Linked DNA regions of Mus musculus: region 1 is linked to region 2. A link is a contact called in public promoter capture Hi-C data. All regions are on one chromosome and are shown on one strand. Each heading gives the region's core, a stretch centred on a gene start, on an enhancer-like site or on the middle of the called end of the contact. The rest is flanking DNA. Distances are from core to core; before and after follow the strand shown.

What was found. Promoter capture Hi-C pulls out the DNA fragments that hold promoters and counts their contacts.
Region 1: a contact with region 2 is called in a promoter capture Hi-C map of neutrophils. The contact joins the promoter of Iftap here to the promoter of Commd9 in region 2. A contact is called at or near these places in 8 of 39 promoter capture datasets (the C10 cell line, the HPC-7 cell line, embryonic stem cells and 5 more), 1 of 484 Hi-C or Micro-C datasets (the HPC-7 cell line) and 4 of 9 other capture datasets (adipose tissue, bone marrow-derived macrophages, liver and 1 more).

What each region holds. Positions count from the first base shown.
Region 1 is chr2:101,626,184-101,631,956 of GRCm38.p6, reverse strand. It overlaps Iftap (intraflagellar transport associated protein), which reads left to right and starts at 2,926. Exons shown (of 7, transcript NM_026592.4): 1 at 2,926-3,076. Rag2 (recombination activating gene 2) reads right to left here. Exons shown (of 3, transcript NM_009020.4): 2 at 3,758-3,820; 3 at 1-2,635. The coding sequence starts at 2,610. The coding sequence ends at 1,027.
Region 2 is chr2:101,882,532-101,888,101 of GRCm38.p6, reverse strand. It overlaps Commd9 (COMM domain containing 9), which reads right to left and starts at 1,840. Exons shown (of 6, transcript NM_029635.3): 1 at 1,783-1,840. The coding sequence starts at 1,833. It also overlaps a transcript of Prr5l not described here.

The DNA of each region.
Region 1 (5,773 bases), core at 1,677-4,176, 260 kb after region 2:
GATAAAAGACACATACAAACTTTATATTTACAGTAAGCCATAGTCAGCTCTAGGGCTGGGGAGAGTACGGCACTAAAATCTATTTTCTATCGATAACCCTGAGTTATTACTTACTATGTTTCATCTGGGCTGCTCTTAACTCCAATTGGCCAGCACTCATGGCCATGCTTTCTTAACTCCTAGCTCATGGCATCTTTCTCCTCCTCCATCACTTTTTTCTCCCCTTTCCTCATGGTCTCCTCCTACATCAAGCCAGGGTACCCTCAATCCCCACTTTTGGCTCTTCTGCCCAGCTATTGGCTGTTGACATCTTTATTCACCTAATCACAAGTAACCGGGGGGCAAGGTCACATAGCATTACTTGGATCTATGTGTGGACTCTCTTGTCTCTGGGTCAAGCAGGTCTTGGGGCTCATACACTACAATACATAGCAAAAGGTCATACCTCAACAAGCATCAAACTCACAAACTTCCTTCTTCCACTTCCTAAGTGCCAGGATTACAGGCATGTATCACCATCACCATGCCTGGCTTGATATAGAATTAAATTTTTCTTCATGGTATTGACCAATATATATAATTCTGCTCATAAGTATAAACCAGAGGCCACCTTAAAATTTATAAACAGCAGTAGTGTGGGATATAGCTGTTGGTTTTAACTGTTTAAACCAACTATAGGCTACTTATTACACAAAAGAACTTAACTTTTTGTGCATTAGTTTATTTATTGGTATTTAGTTACTATTCAATATGTAGATTGTTACAAAATAATGTAAGAGTTCTATACTTTATCACTGATATCCTTAATGGAAAACTGTATAACATTTCTCATTTAAGACATTCCTGGATAAGATGTTAAAAAACACACATTAGAATAGTTATACTTAACAATAAATCACAACAGCACTTAATTCACATAACTAAAACATAACATAGAGATTTCAGTAAACAAAAATCAAAATAATGTTTATGATTGAAAGTAGATTCAGAGAGCAATATACCTGAGTCTGAGGGGCTTTTGCTAAATTAATCAAACAGTCTTCTAAGGAAGGATTTCTTGGCAGGAGTCAAGACTTTCCCAGAGCCTTTTTTGTGGAGGGATTTCATTGGAGGTTTTTGTAAGGGGGGGTTTCTTTTGGGAGTTTGCAATGCTCTTGCTATCTGTACATGTTCATTGCAATAATACTTGTTGCTTCCTTCTGACAAGTGGATGAGTGTGCGTTCTTCCAAATCCATGCACTGGGCATGTACCCAGTGCCCATCCCCATGAGAACAATAGATCATGGCGGGTTTATTGAGCTCCGTTGAATAGAACGGAACCCAGGTATTGATGTCAACATCACAAGTAGGGCAACATGTTATCCAGTAGCCGGTTACAGACTCGTCATCTTCATCATCTTCATTGTAGGTGTCAAATTCATCGTCACCATCAAAACTGGTTGCTTCAGCACTGAAACAAAATTCCTCTGAGTCTTCAAAGGGAGTGGAGTCCCCAGGATCTTCTGTTGATGTCTGACTGTTGGAGACAATTTTCTGATCTTCACTCAAATCCTCTTCAGAGCATCTCAAAGTATAGAAATAGAATGCTTCTGACATAGCCTGCTTATTGTCTCCTGGTATGCCAAGGAAAATAGTCCCGTTTCCCATGTTGCTTCCAAACCATATTTTGCTATGCTTAATATCTGAGGTCCAGTCAGGAGTCTCCATCTCACTGATTTCAATCGTGTTGTCCCCTAGAGAGACAAGGCTGCAGACCATCCTTTTCTGATTTTCCAGCTGATAACCACCCACAATAACAAATTCATCATTGTTTGTTTGAGTGAGGATTGCACTGGAGACAGAGATTCCTCCTGGCAAGACTGTGCAATTCACTGCTGGGGTACCCAGGGGAAGGTCCACTCTTATTCTATACAAGTTAGCAGGGCGTATATTACTGGCAAGTGAGTGTCCTCCCAAAATATAAACGGTATCGTTTCTGGCAATAGAAACATGAAAAGACAGCCCATCCTGAAGTTCTGGGAGAATATATGATGTAGCACACCCAAATTCAAAATCTATCAAGAAAACATGGGGTAGGCAGTCAGCTACACTATTCCATTTTTCTGTGGTTCTCTGGGTAGAAGGCATGTATGAACGTCCTCCAAAGAGAACACCCATGCTTTTCCCTCGACTATACACCACGTCAATGGAATGGCCGTATCTGGGTTCAGGGACATCTCCTACTAAGTCTTTCTCTGTGCAACGGAAAGTAACTTTTTTGTTATTCTTGCAAGCGACAGACATGATATAAATCTTATCGGAAAGCTCATTGTTTGGTGTTTTCCCTCCGTGAATGATATATTGATGCTTGTCAGAGTCTATGCTGCCTTTGTATGAGCAAGTAGCTGGATAACGAAGAGGTGGGAGGTAGCAGGAATCTTTAGAGAAGATTGCAGGCTTCAGTTTGAGATGATTTTGTTTTATATCAAAATGAAAGACTCCAGTAGGACAGGATCTCTTAGGCCAGCCTTTCTGGCCAAAGAAGAAAACTTGGCCATCAAAATTCATAAGTGAGAAGCCTGGTTGAATTAAGGCTATGTTATGACCCACTGTTACCATCTGCAGGGACATTTTTGATTGTGAATAGGTCTTTTATCTGAAAGGATTAAAAAAACGCAATAACTTAGAATATCTTTTCATATTGGTAATTATGCTTAGATTCTTCCTCATACAAAAGGCTTGTTTAAAAGAAAAGTCATTTTACATGCTTGTCTTAGAATTATAAGACACCTCCTGCCCCCGTTAGGAAATCACAGACACTACTTTATTGTGGCAGCAGCTTGGACCTATTTTAGTGGCGGACTGGCTTTGCTTTGATTTCTGGGAATTGTAGTCCTGCATTCCTAGAGCGTCCTTGCTTTGAGGGCCCAAAGAACTACATTTCCCAGGAATCCGTGTTCTATGGGCTGTGTAGTTGGATAAATTGTCTTCGCTGCTTCATGACAGAAACCTTATAGGCTGTTTGACTGGATAAGGACTCCAAACGTGCGAAGGGACTAGATGGACGCCATGGTGACGGACAGCTAGGGAACGGGAGGTGAGAGTTCGGCCCTCTGTCGACAACGGGGTGCTGGAAGGCAAGAGTATCAGGAGGAGCGCTGGCAAACCCGTGCTCAAAAGTCGCTGCAGCTTCTCCTGGGACTCTTACTAGGGTAACCCTGTCGGAGGCACATAGGCTTCTAGCCCGTATGGTTGCCTGGAAGCAGTAGTTGGAAGGGAAACCGTGGATGAGGTGTCTCTACTGACTCTGCACTGGATGTATAGAAACGAGACTCAGAATTGCGTTCTGAGGGACACTTCGCTTGTTGGGACAAGAAGTTAGGAAAGTCTTTCAAAACAGAAAGAAGAGTCTCAGAATACCTAGCATAAAGCGGAGAAACAGCTTGAAATTGACCCCCCCCCCCCCCGCGCTGGTGCACATAGTAACGGAAGTGTAGTAAGTAATTAGGCGGTTGCCAGGGATACTTTAGAGCCCAAGCCCGTCCAGTCGCAGCTTTCTTTCCTTTTTGTTTTGAGGATTCTTTCAGGGAAACAGAGGAAGTTCTTTAACTAACCCCCACCCCCACCGCCCCCTAGGAAAATAAAATTATCCCGTTTTAGTTCACTTTTCAGCTCATGAACTGTGAGATGACTCGAGTAATTTTATATTGAATACAAAGAGGGCCTCCTTTCATACTGCTGTCAGATAAAGTAAGCTTGGTAAGTTATTATTACCTACCTTAGAGAGGTATGAAGTGTACTTCCTGCTTGTGGATGTGAAATACTCTTTCTTATTTTGGCACTAAATGTTGGAACAAAATAAAATTTACTTTTAAAAGTAAGTTGTTTAAAAAGCATCATAAGACAATGGTCAAGATTAGGACTCAACACTATCAGACTAGATTCAAATCCTGGCTGCCACTTAGTCACTACATGGCTTTGAGCAAACTGTTTAACCAACTCTCTGTAACTCGATTTTCTCCTCTGTAAAATGAGGTGATTTTACCCACATGGATTGATGTCAATTATGATTAGTAATTTACGACTTGTAACGAACTGAGAACAGACCTTGTACACAGTATATAGTAGATACCATTGTCCTTGAACTAATAGATAGCAAGGCTGTTTTTATCTGCTGATAATGAGAGCATACATGAGAGATGCTGCAGATGATTAGAAGGGACTATAGGATGATGGAATTTGGTCAGTGGATGTAGACAGGTAAACCTTTTATTCTTAGTTTATTTTTCTTTGACAGTTTCATATAGTTTATTCTTATGATTCAGCCCCCTCTTTTATCTCCCTCCTGTCCCTGCCAACCTTCCCTCCTTCCTAAAATTTTTTTCTCACATTTCCTACATTAATATCTTTTTGTTTGAGTTTTGACCCCTGAGTTTAACCAGAAACATCTGTGTGGCCATGGGTTTGGAACTATCCAGTCTCTGTGTCTCTCTGTCTCTGTCTCTCTCTCCCTAAATCTTTCAGTAGTCAGTTGTGCAGCAGAATGGGGTATGGCCTCATGTGCTCCCCTCTAAGCAATGACTGCCTGTTATATAGGGCTGGTCTTGTGCAGGCCCAGTCTAGGTATTCATAGCAACTGTGAGTTCATGATTCCAGTGGGTGTGTCATCTTAAAGATAGCATTTCAAAGCTTCTCTATCTTCTGGCTCTTAACATCTTCCAGGTCCCTCCATTCTTTCAAGATATTCTATAGGTAGCAGAGGGGATGGTGTAAGTGCTAAACTTTTGAACCAATAATAGTTGGATAAATGTATAAGCCAAAGAGTATTGGTGACTCAGTGTAGATAACAAAACAGGGCATTTCTTTCTTGTCGCTGTGCATATCCATCACTGTGTATACAAGATCTAAAGTTGTGGTTTACAAGTCTAAATCTGGGATGTTACCACTTTGTGTCTGTTATCAACTTTGGCAACTTATTGTCTTTCTTTTACCTGTAAATTGGGATAATATTAATAGCTATTCATTGGATTGCTTTGTGAAGTAAGTGAGCACATGCAAATTATAAGGCACAATGACTGGTTCACAGAAATTAGTCAGCAAATGTTACTGGCCACTATGTTTCTGTTTCCCCTGCAAATGTCCCTTGAGCCATGTAATATCTGTGATTGCTCTATCATATATATTTTCTAGCCTGAAGAACTTCTAGAGTTTATATGTCATTAACTTCTAAGCAATTTCTCGCAGCCAGAGAGTCCTCAAGATGTGATCTATTAATATTCATTTGTGGGGTAAATCATGTGAGGAAATGGTGTCTGAGAAAGAGTATTTCTGCAGCTATGAAGGCAAGCCTTCCATTTCCTCAGACTGTGATTGTAGATCCAGCAGCTTGCTCTGATTCTGAAATAACTTAGGGAAATGTTTAATTTATTCCTGGGCTGTTCACATATGCGTGAGGGAGGACCTTCTATCAACTGAGAACATTCTGCCCATAGGTACTAAGCGAAAGCGTTAACCCCTAATCCAGTAGGGAAAACCCTGGGTGCCCTGGGTGGTTACACTCTCCATGCAGAATGATTATTTCCAGACATCTGCCCCATCTTTGACAGAGGCAGCACTGAGTTTGAAGCTCCTTTAGATCAAATACCTATGAAAAGCAATACAGAATTATAAAACTGCTTGTTCTATACAAGGGGCAATGGATTCCAGATCCCAAGGACTTAACCTCCCCCCCCCCCCAAAAAAAAACCCAAACCCCAGCTTAAATTATAGCCTGCTGTGTCATGTTACGGTTGTC
Region 2 (5,570 bases), core at 591-3,090:
CTCTTTATGCCTTTTTCAACAGACCAATGAGCAAACAAATAGAATACACTACAGAATACTTCGAAGAAATAAAAAGGAAGCAATTGTGAATACCTATGATTTGTATGATTCTCTCTGGAGTAGTGGTCTCTCGGTCTTCCTAATGCTGCAACCCTTTAATACAGTCCCTCACGTTGTGGTGACCCCAACCATAACATTATTTTATTGCTATTTCATAGTTTATATCGTGATGTAAATATCTGCTATTCAGGAAAACTGATATGCAACCACAAAGGGGTTTCGATCTACAGCTTGAGAATTAGGCTTAGTGAGGAAAGCCAATCCACAAACATCATCTACACCAAGATTTACAAACGTTCTTGAAATGAAAACTAATGATACAAGAATGTTGAAGTGTCAAGGAATTCTGGAGGCCAACTGCAAGTGAGCTTGGCTGTAAGATGTCAACCCAGGGGTCTTACATAGATAGCTATGCCTTGGAGCTTTACTGGATCAATGTAAATACCCCAACTGTGATATTGTTCTGTAGATATCCAGGAAGTCACCATTAAGGAACATGGGACAAAAATCTCTCTGCATTATTTCCCACAACTACAGGAGATATTATAGTTAGCTTTTAATAAAGTGTATTTAAACAATAGAGCAGTGAAAATGAGCTATTGCTACAATCATGACTGGAAGCCAGATGTGAACACTGATATGAAGAAGTGTTCCATTTCTGTGGAGTTCAGAGACTGAGTAATAGTACATGGTGTCCGAAGCTATGCACTGTTGGGAAGGCAAGTGAAGTAAGTAACCAGGGAGGCACTGGGGGTACTGGTGTCTCAGTCTGTGGTCTGGTGTTGGCTACATGAGTGTGTAGTCATTAAGGGAATTACTAATGATTTCAGTATGCTATATGTTATTTTCCAAAACTTACCAAGGAAAAGAAAATGTCCCAAGACAAGCAAGCATGGAAAAGGAATGGCTTAAATCAACCACAAGGAAGAGAAAAAGCTGCTAAGGAGAACTCTTGGATCCTAGTCACAGCTCCACTATACTAAAGCCCTTCATAGCTATTTCTTCGGCACATACTGGGTGCCAGGTCTTGTTCTTGTTGGCATAGGCTTGTGAACAATGAAGTCAAAGTGCTCAGGAGTGGACTGAGCAAATGCACACTAGGAAGATGGATAACGGAAAGGGCATTATATGTGTGACTTATAATGACAGTGTCACGAGGATCATTTCTGATCTTCAACTGGATAAGAGAGAAGAAAGGAAAACAAGAAGAAACAGAAATCATGTTCCTCAGAAGAGAACACAAAGACATCCATGGTGTGTGCACACTAGTAATAAGTCCTAAGAGGGAATGCAAAGCCACCCTTCTAAGGAGTAACTCAAACTTTATGACGTCCCTAGAAGTACTAGGGTGACAAGAAGGAGAGAATTTCCCTGAGAGAGGCGTAAAGACTGGGATGAAATGGGAACTGGTGACTGTCACCCAAGTGCTCCAATCTATAAAACCACTCGTGGTCACTAATTCTTGGGTGTATTTACATCGACTATCTGATTTTTACTTCCACCTTAATATCTGGGCGTGATTAATTTTGTTGCTCCTGTTTAAAAGCTCAGAAAGGCTGAACGATTTTCTCAGGGTCACACAAAGAAGCACTGACGCGCGGCGGGTAGGGTGGGAGTGGGACAATGCTCCAAGTCAGGGCCGGTTTATTCCCAATTCTTGCTTTGCACCAAGTCCCAGACCCTAAGACGGTGGCCGCACGCGTCCCCACCCCTTCAAGATACCTTCAGTAGGCTCTGGAGCGCCACGAAATGCTCTGCTGTCAAGGCCGCCATCTTTCTGGAGTCACGTGACAGCCGGAGCAAGCGGAGCGTGCCTCGTGACCCCTCGCAGGACATGCTGGGAGTTGTAGTTCTTCACCGTGGCTGGCGGGAACGGCGTGCAAAGAACCAGGAAGTCTTCCTCCTGTATGACTAAGCTCAAAGACCAGAGGGCTGAGATACTGAGAGAACTCGGATATAGAATGATTTCCAGGGAACAACTGGCTGGACATCCTAGGTCAGGGAAACTGGTTTTGCCTTTGCCCCTCTGGGTAGGCTGGCTGATCTGGTGAATGCACCTGCAGACTTGGCAGACACCTTGGCAACTTAGATGCCCAGAAGAGATCGGCCTACTCACCATCTGGATTTAAATGAAGCTTTGCCTATTTGAATTCTTGGAATTCACACACACACACACACACACACACACACACACGCTCACATGCCTGCAGTACTCCCTAAAAACAAAACAAAACAAAAAAAACAAAAAACAAAAAACAACGCTTCAAGGCATATAGTTTCTTCTCTGTTTGTGGAGAGATAGGAGCCTTTGTAACTAGCCTTATCCAGACAGTCAAGCTAAGTCACTTAGGGTTCTTAGTAACTTTCCTGTGGTCCAAGAAGAGGTCTGGTTTGAAGGGCAGCTGATTAGGAAAGGGGTTAGAAAGGAAGAAGGCGTGTGAAGATATTGACTATCTTAGCTCTGTGCACCTCCGGCACGGTCTCTTCTGTCTGCATTCTTTCCCTTAAAACTGAGTGTTGAGGGTCATGCAGCAAGACCTGCCAACACCTTCCTCAGAGGCAGACCCTCCAGTCTTCAGAGAGTCTGAAAGTGGCAGTCGCTGGGTCAAAGGCTTAACTACAACCTTGCTATGGGTTGAGTCTGAAATCTGTTTTGCAGGTTCATCCTGTGGTCACTTGGACCCTAGCTTTGTGGGACTGCTGAATGTTAGAACCCTTAGGATCTGGGACCTTGCTAGTGAAGGTCTCTAGTGGCAGGCCTTTGGGGGTTATGCTGCTTCTGGTTCTGGCCTGATTGCATGGTGTCTTGTCTGCTGCTGTGTAAGAAGTCTTGGCTGTACATTATTGCCACCCTGCTCTGCCATGTTGGACTACAACTTCTGAAACCATGAACCAGAATAAATCTTCCTCCTCTAAGTTGTTTCCATCTAGTTCCTGTCACAGTGACACACCAGTAACCAATGCACTTGAGAAATTGAAAGCATAACAACTCAACTGAGCCATCCCAGGCTTTCTGGCTTTGAAATATTGTATAAGTCTTTAGGTGTAGCCTTTCCATGTCTTGATTCAAAGTGGCTGCAGGCTGTGAGCTTCCAGAATGAGGTACTAACTACTGTTTGCCAGCTACTAGGGAAAGCTGACATCCAGATGGGGCAATGATGACAGCCAAAGCAGCCATTTCCCCTGGCACTTGCCCTCTTTGCTGGGTACTGTATCTACTTCAACTGCAAGATGGGGAGTGACTCCAACTTCAAGAACAGGCTTCCAGAACTAAGAAAGAAACAGAAACCTGTGAAGGAAGGATCTGGCTTCCCAAGCTACCTGACTTTAAAGATGTCATTCTTCCTTGAATAAACCCAGCCTGGTGGAGGGTTACCAGTGGATAACAGTTACCAGGGATTCAGGGAATGTGCTAAGAGTATAGACCAATCTGATGCATCCTGTTGTCTGGGAGCAGCTTCAGCAGCTGCTGCAAATGCTACCTCAGACTCCACCACCAGTGTTCCAGATGCTGCTAACCAAACTTATAACCATTAGTCAGAGAACTGTAAGTGCTCAGAACTTGGCAGGAGACGATGTGAAGCGTGCCAGATATCAGCCTGATAAAAAGGTCAAGTAAAAAGCTTCCAAAAATTCTAAACTTGGAAGCTGAGCAGCTGTGTAGGAATAAGGGCAGACATGTTTGTTATAGACTGACCAACACTGAAATCTACCAAATTAAAGTTTACTTTGAATGGATTAATTTGCTTTGTTTGTTTATTTATTTATTTATTTTAGTTCCAGTGAAAAGTGCATCTTGACAGAGTATTTTCCTTCATAGATACACTTAAGTTATCAAACTATCACAGATGTCAATTATTTCTTAAGACATGCAATCAACATGTCAGTGCAGCAGAGCACATTCCTTCTAGCTTCATCGCTGTCGCTGTGATAATTTTACCCCAACAGAAAACAATACGGGAGGAGAGGGTTCCAAATATCAGCCCATCCTTGAGGCAGGAGCTGGAGACTGTGCTCACACCAAAGGCACAGTCAGGAGCAGGGAGAAAACCAAATGCACACATTGCTGCTTGCTTGCTGCTTACGCTCAGCTAGCCTTCTTCACTCTTACACAGAGCAGCACCCAGCCGAGGAAGTGGTGCGCCTCACATTCAGAGTGGGCCTTTCCAACTCAATCAACAGCCAAGACAATTCCCTAGATACACACACACACACACACACACACACACACACACACACACACACACACACACACACACGGGCTCACCCAACCCAGGTAATCCCGCCACCGAGACTCCCTTCTCAGATGGTTTTAGATTGCAGCACCTTGACATCTAAAAACCAACCATGAACCAGCACAAATACTTAGGTTTGAAAACTCCCACTGATCAGTTTCAAAAAACTGGGGCGGGGGTGCACAGGAAGTGTGGAAGTTAACCATAAAATACTTCAAGTCGGAAAATTGGATAGGAGCTTGCTGGTGTCCCTGAAAACCAAGCACTGAAGGTCGTGAAAAGATTACTACAGTTCTTTTGGTGTTCAGGGAAGGGGAGAAGGACACTGGGGATTTAGCATGCATTGAAAATGACTTGGAAGCAGTACATCCCTTTTGGGGTGATGACCCATGCTTCCCCCTATAGAAACCATGAACTGAATGTGCTGAGTCTTGTCCACACCCTGAATAGCCTGGTTGCTAAGATTCGGTAAGTTCAGAGCACATCAAATCAAGAAAGGCAGCATGGCCTCATTTCTCATCCTGTCCCCAAGAGTAACAGAAGCAGCTGGTAACACAACAGCATTGTCCCTGTATTTGTACACAGGCCCCCCTTTGTTTCTTTCATGCACACAGAGCAGAGGCTGTGACAATAGCCTTGAATGGCACTGTATCCTCCTGTCTCCAGTGTTACACTTGTTTCTCAGCTCTGGGATTGGCAAAACAATGATTTCCTGCTGATGGGGGCGGCCTTTCAGATGCTGTTTTCTTTTCCATCCATCTTCAGGGTCAGTGAGTGGTGAGTGGGGCCTAGAGTCCTCGGGGCTGTCAACATGGCATCACCTCGGGAGACTGGAAGGACAGGATACCTCATCCCTCCTGGGAAAGGTAGGAGCCGAGTTGGAAGAAGGAACAAGACAGGTAACCTGGACAGAGACTGAGAGCTTAGGGTGGAGACACTACAGGAAATGTCCAAGGAGGATGGGATTCTGGGTTCAAGACACCCTATTTACTTGAGAAACACCTCCTGCTCACACAGGGAAAGGCAAGTGTGCTCAATTTTGACAGACTGCCAAAAGAAAAGCAGAGGCAGCCTGCTATGTCCATGGGCTGCACATCTAAGAGTGTAACCAACATGGGATAAAAAGATATTATTTAAATTCCATTTAACCTGAGCATACACAGACATTTGTCCTTGTCCTTGTTTCTTAAACAAAGAATAATAAAGTTACAGAATCTCTATGTTGTACGTGGCAGTGGTGGTAATCTACGATGACTTAAAGCGTATGGGAAGGTG